Regions from separate parts of the Mus musculus genome. Here region 1 is linked to region 2. A link is a contact called in public promoter capture Hi-C data. All regions are on one chromosome and are shown on one strand. Each heading gives the region's core, a stretch centred on a gene start, on an enhancer-like site or on the middle of the called end of the contact. The rest is flanking DNA. Distances are from core to core; before and after follow the strand shown. Region 1 has its middle 13 kb from the start of Dhx8. Region 2 holds the start of Aoc2 (amine oxidase, copper containing 2 (retina-specific)).

Region 1 (2,700 bases), core at 193-2,692, 400 kb before region 2:
CACCAGAAGAGGGCGTCAGATCCCATTACAGATGGTTGTGGAGCACCATGTGGTTGCTGGGAATTGAACTCAGGACCTTTAGAAGAGCAACCAATGATCTTAACCTCTGAGCTATCTCTCCAGCTTCCTGGCTTAAATTTTTTAATATAGAAAGAATCGGGCTGGTGAGATGGGTCAGCGGGTAAGAGCACTGACTACTCTTCTAAAGGTCCTGAGTTCAAATCCCAGTGACCACACAGTGGCTCACAACCACTGGTAATGAGATCTGATGCCCCCTTTTAGTGCTGTCTGAGGACAGCTACAGTGTACTTATGTATAATAATAAATAAATCTTTGGATCAGAGCAAGCAGAGGTCCTAAAATTCAATTCCCAACAACCACATGAAGGCTCATAACCATCTCTTCAGCTACGGTATACTCATAAACATAAAATAAAATACATTTTTAAAAAGAAAAAAAAAAGCAAGAAAGAGTCTTTTAGCCAGGTGTGGTGGAACAGGCCTTTAATTCCAGCACTTGGGAGGCAGGAGCAGGAGGATTGTTGTGAACCCAAGGCCAGCCTGGTCTACAGAGTGAAACAGAAGTATACAGAGATTCTGTTCCGAAAGAAAGAAAGAAAGAAAGAAAGAAAGAAAGAAAGAAAGAAAGAAAGAAAGAAAGAAAGAAAGAAAGAAAGAAAGAAGAAAGAAAGAGAGGAAAGAAAGAAAGAGAGGAAAGAAAGAAAGAAAGAGAGGAAAGAAAGAAAGAAAGAAAGAAAGAAAGAAAGAAAATTTCTTTAATTTTCTATATTTCCCCTTCTCGTTTATGAGTTTGAAACCTGGGTTATGTAAAACAGAATTTCACATTCAGTCAGGTTTCCTGTGCTATGCCCCTGGCTTTTTAATGTCCCTTTTTGTCAGTTCTATTAATAACTCATAGGTAAGCTTACATTTTTGTTTTAATAATAATAGAGGTGGAGGAAGGTTAATGGCTTAATGGCAGAGCCCTTGCCTGGCATAAACAAAGCCCTTGGTTCAAGCTCTACCCAACAAAACAAAACAAAAACCAGATTGCTCTGTGTATCCGCCAGTCAGCTACCCCTGATTCTAGGAACCCCAAAAGTTGCTACTCCCTGTCCACGATGGAACCGACCATGTTTACCCAACTGGTCAACGGCAGAGGAAGGAGGCGTGGCTGCGAGGGTGGGCCGTCTGAGCCCACGCCCTATTTCCTTCAGAACACCAAGCTCACAGGCACATGTCTTTGCCTCAGTCAAGGTGGATATGAGCGAGGCCAACTTCACGTGAGTGCACACAATTCAGCCTTCATCTTCACCGCCTGGGAAGCTGGTGTCCTAGTGATGTTGGCTATTTCAGGATGACTCGTGTGCCTTGGGGCATGAGTTCAGAAGGAAGCGCTACATTCCCAGTGTGTGACAGTCAACACTGGACTGAAGACCAAAGAAGCACCCACGCAAATTCCTGCAGACTCGTGAAGGATGAGAGGGCAAAACAGGATGGGGGAAACCGGAACACAGGGCAAAGGCCTCGACAAGATCACATCCTTGGCTGTTGCGAAGCGCTTTCCCACCGTGGGCTCGTCTTGAGTCTACGGCAAACTGGAGGGATCTAAAGCAGGTACAGTCCTGACTACATTTCACAGAAGAGTTCAAAAGGCTTTTAGCCCAGAGCCAGGGGCATGGCACAAGCACAGTACATTTCCTCATTCCTTCCATGTGTTCCCAAAACTCAGGGACCGCTTGGTGAAACAAGGAAATGTGGCTTCGTGACATCAAGTGACTTATCTACTATGACAGCTAAGATGGAGTACTTGCCCAGCACACCCAAGACTGGGTTCAAACCTCCCAGCACAAACAAACAAACAAACAAACAAAACAAAACAAAACCAAGTATGTAAATCACAATTTTTAAAGGCCAGGTGTGTGTTACACTTCTACAAGCACAGGTCTTGGGAGGTAGACACAAAAGGATCAGAAGTTCAAGGCCAGCCTTGACTTGAACTGTATGGAGAGTTCAATGCTAATCCACCAGTCGTCTACATGATATTCCGTCCCGACAAACAATGTAACGGCAAATAAGGTCTTAAGCGGTAAATATTCCGGTCCCCCACCTGTGTGTGTGTGTATCTGTCTGTCTGTCTTTTTCTGTTTCTCTGTGTATGTTGAGAGATACACAGCTCTCTCTTTGTCTCCCTGTCTCTCTGTCTCTCTGTCTCTGTGTGTGTGTCTGTGTGTCTGTGTGTGTTCATGTAGAGGTGGGTCAGGTTTTATTCCCCAGGTCTCATCGACTTTATTGTTTTTCAGACAGGGTCTCTTAATAGCCTGGAACTTGCCAAGTGAGGGCTAGCTGCCCAGCAAGCCTAGGGTTTTGTTTCATTTTGCTTGCTTGCAGTATTAGGTATTGAACCCTGGGCCTCAGGCATATGAGACAAGTACTCTACTCAGAGCTGCAGCCCCAACACTCTCTTGTTCCCTTACTCTCCCCTCCTTTCCCCTCCCCTCCCCTCCCCTCCCCTTCCTTCCCCTCCCCTCTCCTCTCCTCTCTTCTTTTCTCTTCAAACTGAGCATTTTTCTTTTTCTTTTTTTTTTTTTTAAGATTATTTATTTATTTATTTATTTATTTATTTATTTGTTATATGTAAGTACACTGTAGCTGTCTTCAGACACTCCAGAGGAGGGAGTCAGACCTCATTACGGATAGT
Region 2 (2,700 bases), core at 133-2,632:
GCCAAACCACCATAGAAATGACCCCCGATGCCATTATGATGCCTTCGAAGGGGCAGTCCCTGGGCCTCCTCAAATACACACACAGCCCCTGGAAGCAGCTGGACTGACCCCGTGCCCACCAGTACATGGATGTCCACCATTGTGGCTTGATAGGGGCAATCCACCCCCCGAACCAAAGCTCGGCTGTTGAGACCAAGCCCATAGCTGCTGTCCAAGTACCGGATCGTCATTGTTTTGGGGGAATCAGCACCATAAACTGTCAGACACTCCTGGACACTGACTTCATAAGCCACACGCTCACCCTTGAACCGAATATCAAAAATTCTTAAGCCACTGAACACCCCATGACCAAAGGTAAATGTCCAGAGGGGAGATGTCACTGAGTTTCCCTGTATGTTATACTGGGGACCCTGAAGTGAGAACTGAAGAGGGGGAAGAGGAGGGTCTGGAGTGACTCTAGGCCTCAAGGAGGAAGCTCCACCTGGTGTGGGTAGAGGGACCCGAATCACTTCTAGGCGGCCAACTTTAAACTCCCATTCCAACTGGGCCAAGTCTGCATAGTAATGCCCAAGGTAGAAGACCTGTTGGACTACCCAGTCGGCAGGGTCCAGGGCCCCGTGGTCCAACAGTAGCTCCAGCCCCACAGGGTGAAGGAACACTCCAAGACCTGAGATGTTATGGTAGAGGGCTATCCAGGTAGCTCGATCGCCTGCATGGAAACCACTAGCAGTAGAATGCAAAGGTGCCAAGGTGGAGCCATTGTAGTTCAAGACAGAAGCCAGAAAGGTGGGTGCCTTTGGTAGCTCCACTTCTTTCAAATGCCTCCATATCTGAACAAACTCAGTTTTCTGCATGGGGCGCCGATAATAGGGCAGGGGGCCGCCGTGGCGCTCCACAGTCACATCCCGCATGTAGGAGGGGTGAGGCAGGGGCCCCACCACCAGCTCACTCACGTTGGGCTTGGGTTGTCCACCAAAGAAGATGATGGCTAGTGCCTCTCGCACAGGTGGGGGCCCCCCTCTGTCCAGGTGGGCCAGGGCTGCAGCCTTGGCAGGCAGCTGCAACTCTACTGAGAAGACACAGTTGTCCGAGGGTCGAGCCTGGGCTGCATCCACCAGCCCCGGCCCCAGGTGCTTGGTCAGGAAGCTCATCACAGCTGTCAGCTCCTCTGGGGTCAGGTCTGCAAACAGCTGGCTCTGGCTAGGGTGTGTCCAGGGATGAATTCTGGGAGGTATGGAAGGGCATCGAGGAGACTGGCTGAAACTGCCTTGCCTGGTCAGCAGGACATAGACCAGAGCAAAGACAGTGAGGAAAGACAGCCCCAGAAGCAGCAGCAGCACCTTGAGATTCATGGCTGGCACTGAAGCTCCCCCCGTCCTGAGAGCTCATCGGTGTCTGACATTGTGGCAGGCTTATATTCAGGATGATGGAGAGGAATGGACTAAACTCCACCCTGTGGGCTGGACAGGAAATCTCTGATCGTGCTTTATGTAGTTCTGTTCCAATTTTCTGTCTTGTGCTCTGGCTCAAGACATTACATAGCTTGCTCCTGTCCCTAAACTTTGACTGCCAATGGTCACTAACTACTACGTGTCATCATTTAGAACAGGTGAGAGGGATGGGGTGGGTAATGGAGCTGAACTACCTGAGAAGGCAGTTTCGATACACACTCCTTCCTTTCCCTGTCTAACACACAAGTACTAACAAAACACCTCTTAGCAGAATTACATTCCCAGTTCCCAGACCCACCGCCCAACTCAGCAATGAGCAGTCAGCTCTACCTGGGACCTAATGAGTGCCTGACTTGGGAGACCCAGGCCTTACTCTATCCAGTCAGAGAGACGACTGGTTGAGGTTGAGCTGTGTTTAGGTCTATACAATGATCCAGTCCAAGTTATGTAGCCTTAAAGGGGCTACATATCCTGAATTTCTTCCCTATGAAGGCGCATGAGGCATGGTCATTTATACTGATAATACCAACACTCAAGAGGAGTGCTGAGAGTTCAACTAAGCTACATGAGTGAATTATAGGTCAACCTAGGTGATACCCTGCCTTAAAAAATAAAAAGCATAGCCAGGGAGAGGTACTATATGCCTTCAATCCCAGCACTCAGGAGACAAGCCGATCTGTTGAGTTTGAGGCCAGCCTGGTCTTTAGAGCGGTCCTAGGACAGCCAAGGCTACACAGAGAAGGGTCTTTAAAAAACAAACAAAAAAACCGAATAAATATATAAAAAGCATAAAAGTATTCTGTGGAGTGCTTTTGATTAAAATGTAGCCTTACACAGCAAGTGCTTAGTAACCCTGGAGGGAGGGAGGGAGGCAGGCAGGCAGAGCAGGTAGCTAGTGGCTCTAAACTCTGGGATAGAATAGAGTAGATGCCCCTCCCCTACTGGGACCTTAAACCTCTATAGACAATGAAGAGTCTCACTGTCAGGAGGGAAGTGAGGACATGTTATTTTAGAGGGATGTAAGCCTCTTATGAGCACTGTGGGTCAGTATAAACCAATACCAGGAGTTCCCTCAAAAAAGTATGTATGAAGTAAGTATGTATGTATGAATGTATGTATGTATGTAGAGGCAAGCTGGTATGGAGGAAAAGGACTGGATCGACAGGGTCAGCCCGAGCTGCTGGTCCCACACATAACCACAGCAGCCTCTGCTGGCAGCTCAGGGTATCACCAGGAAGGACCTGGAATC

The links. Promoter capture Hi-C pulls out the DNA fragments that hold promoters and counts their contacts.
Region 1: a promoter capture Hi-C map of the SN4741 cell line shows a contact between it and region 2, with 4 times the contacts expected there. The contact joins the enhancer-like site here to the promoter of Aoc2 in region 2. A contact is called at or near these places in 2 of 39 promoter capture datasets (the SN4741 cell line and pre-B cells), 1 of 15 datasets of contacts at CTCF or cohesin (embryonic stem cells), 2 of 484 Hi-C or Micro-C datasets (CD4 T cells and regulatory T cells), 1 of 115 datasets of contacts at active chromatin or transcription factors (pancreatic cancer cells) and 1 of 9 other capture datasets (adipose tissue).

What each region holds. Positions count from the first base shown.
Region 1 is chr11:101,718,888-101,721,587 of GRCm38.p6, reverse strand. No RefSeq gene overlaps it. Among named protein-coding and RNA genes, the nearest start is that of Dhx8, 13 kb to the left of the region's middle. Within about 2 kb of position 1,442, at least 30 of the 459 cell types and tissues checked have an H3K27ac peak or open chromatin away from gene starts, as enhancers often do. A contact at or near this core is called in the SN4741 cell line, where this site is marked.
Region 2 is chr11:101,323,745-101,326,444 of GRCm38.p6, reverse strand. Aoc2 (amine oxidase, copper containing 2 (retina-specific)) reads right to left here and starts at 1,382. Exons shown (of 4, transcript NM_178932.1): 1 at 1-1,382. The coding sequence starts at 1,352.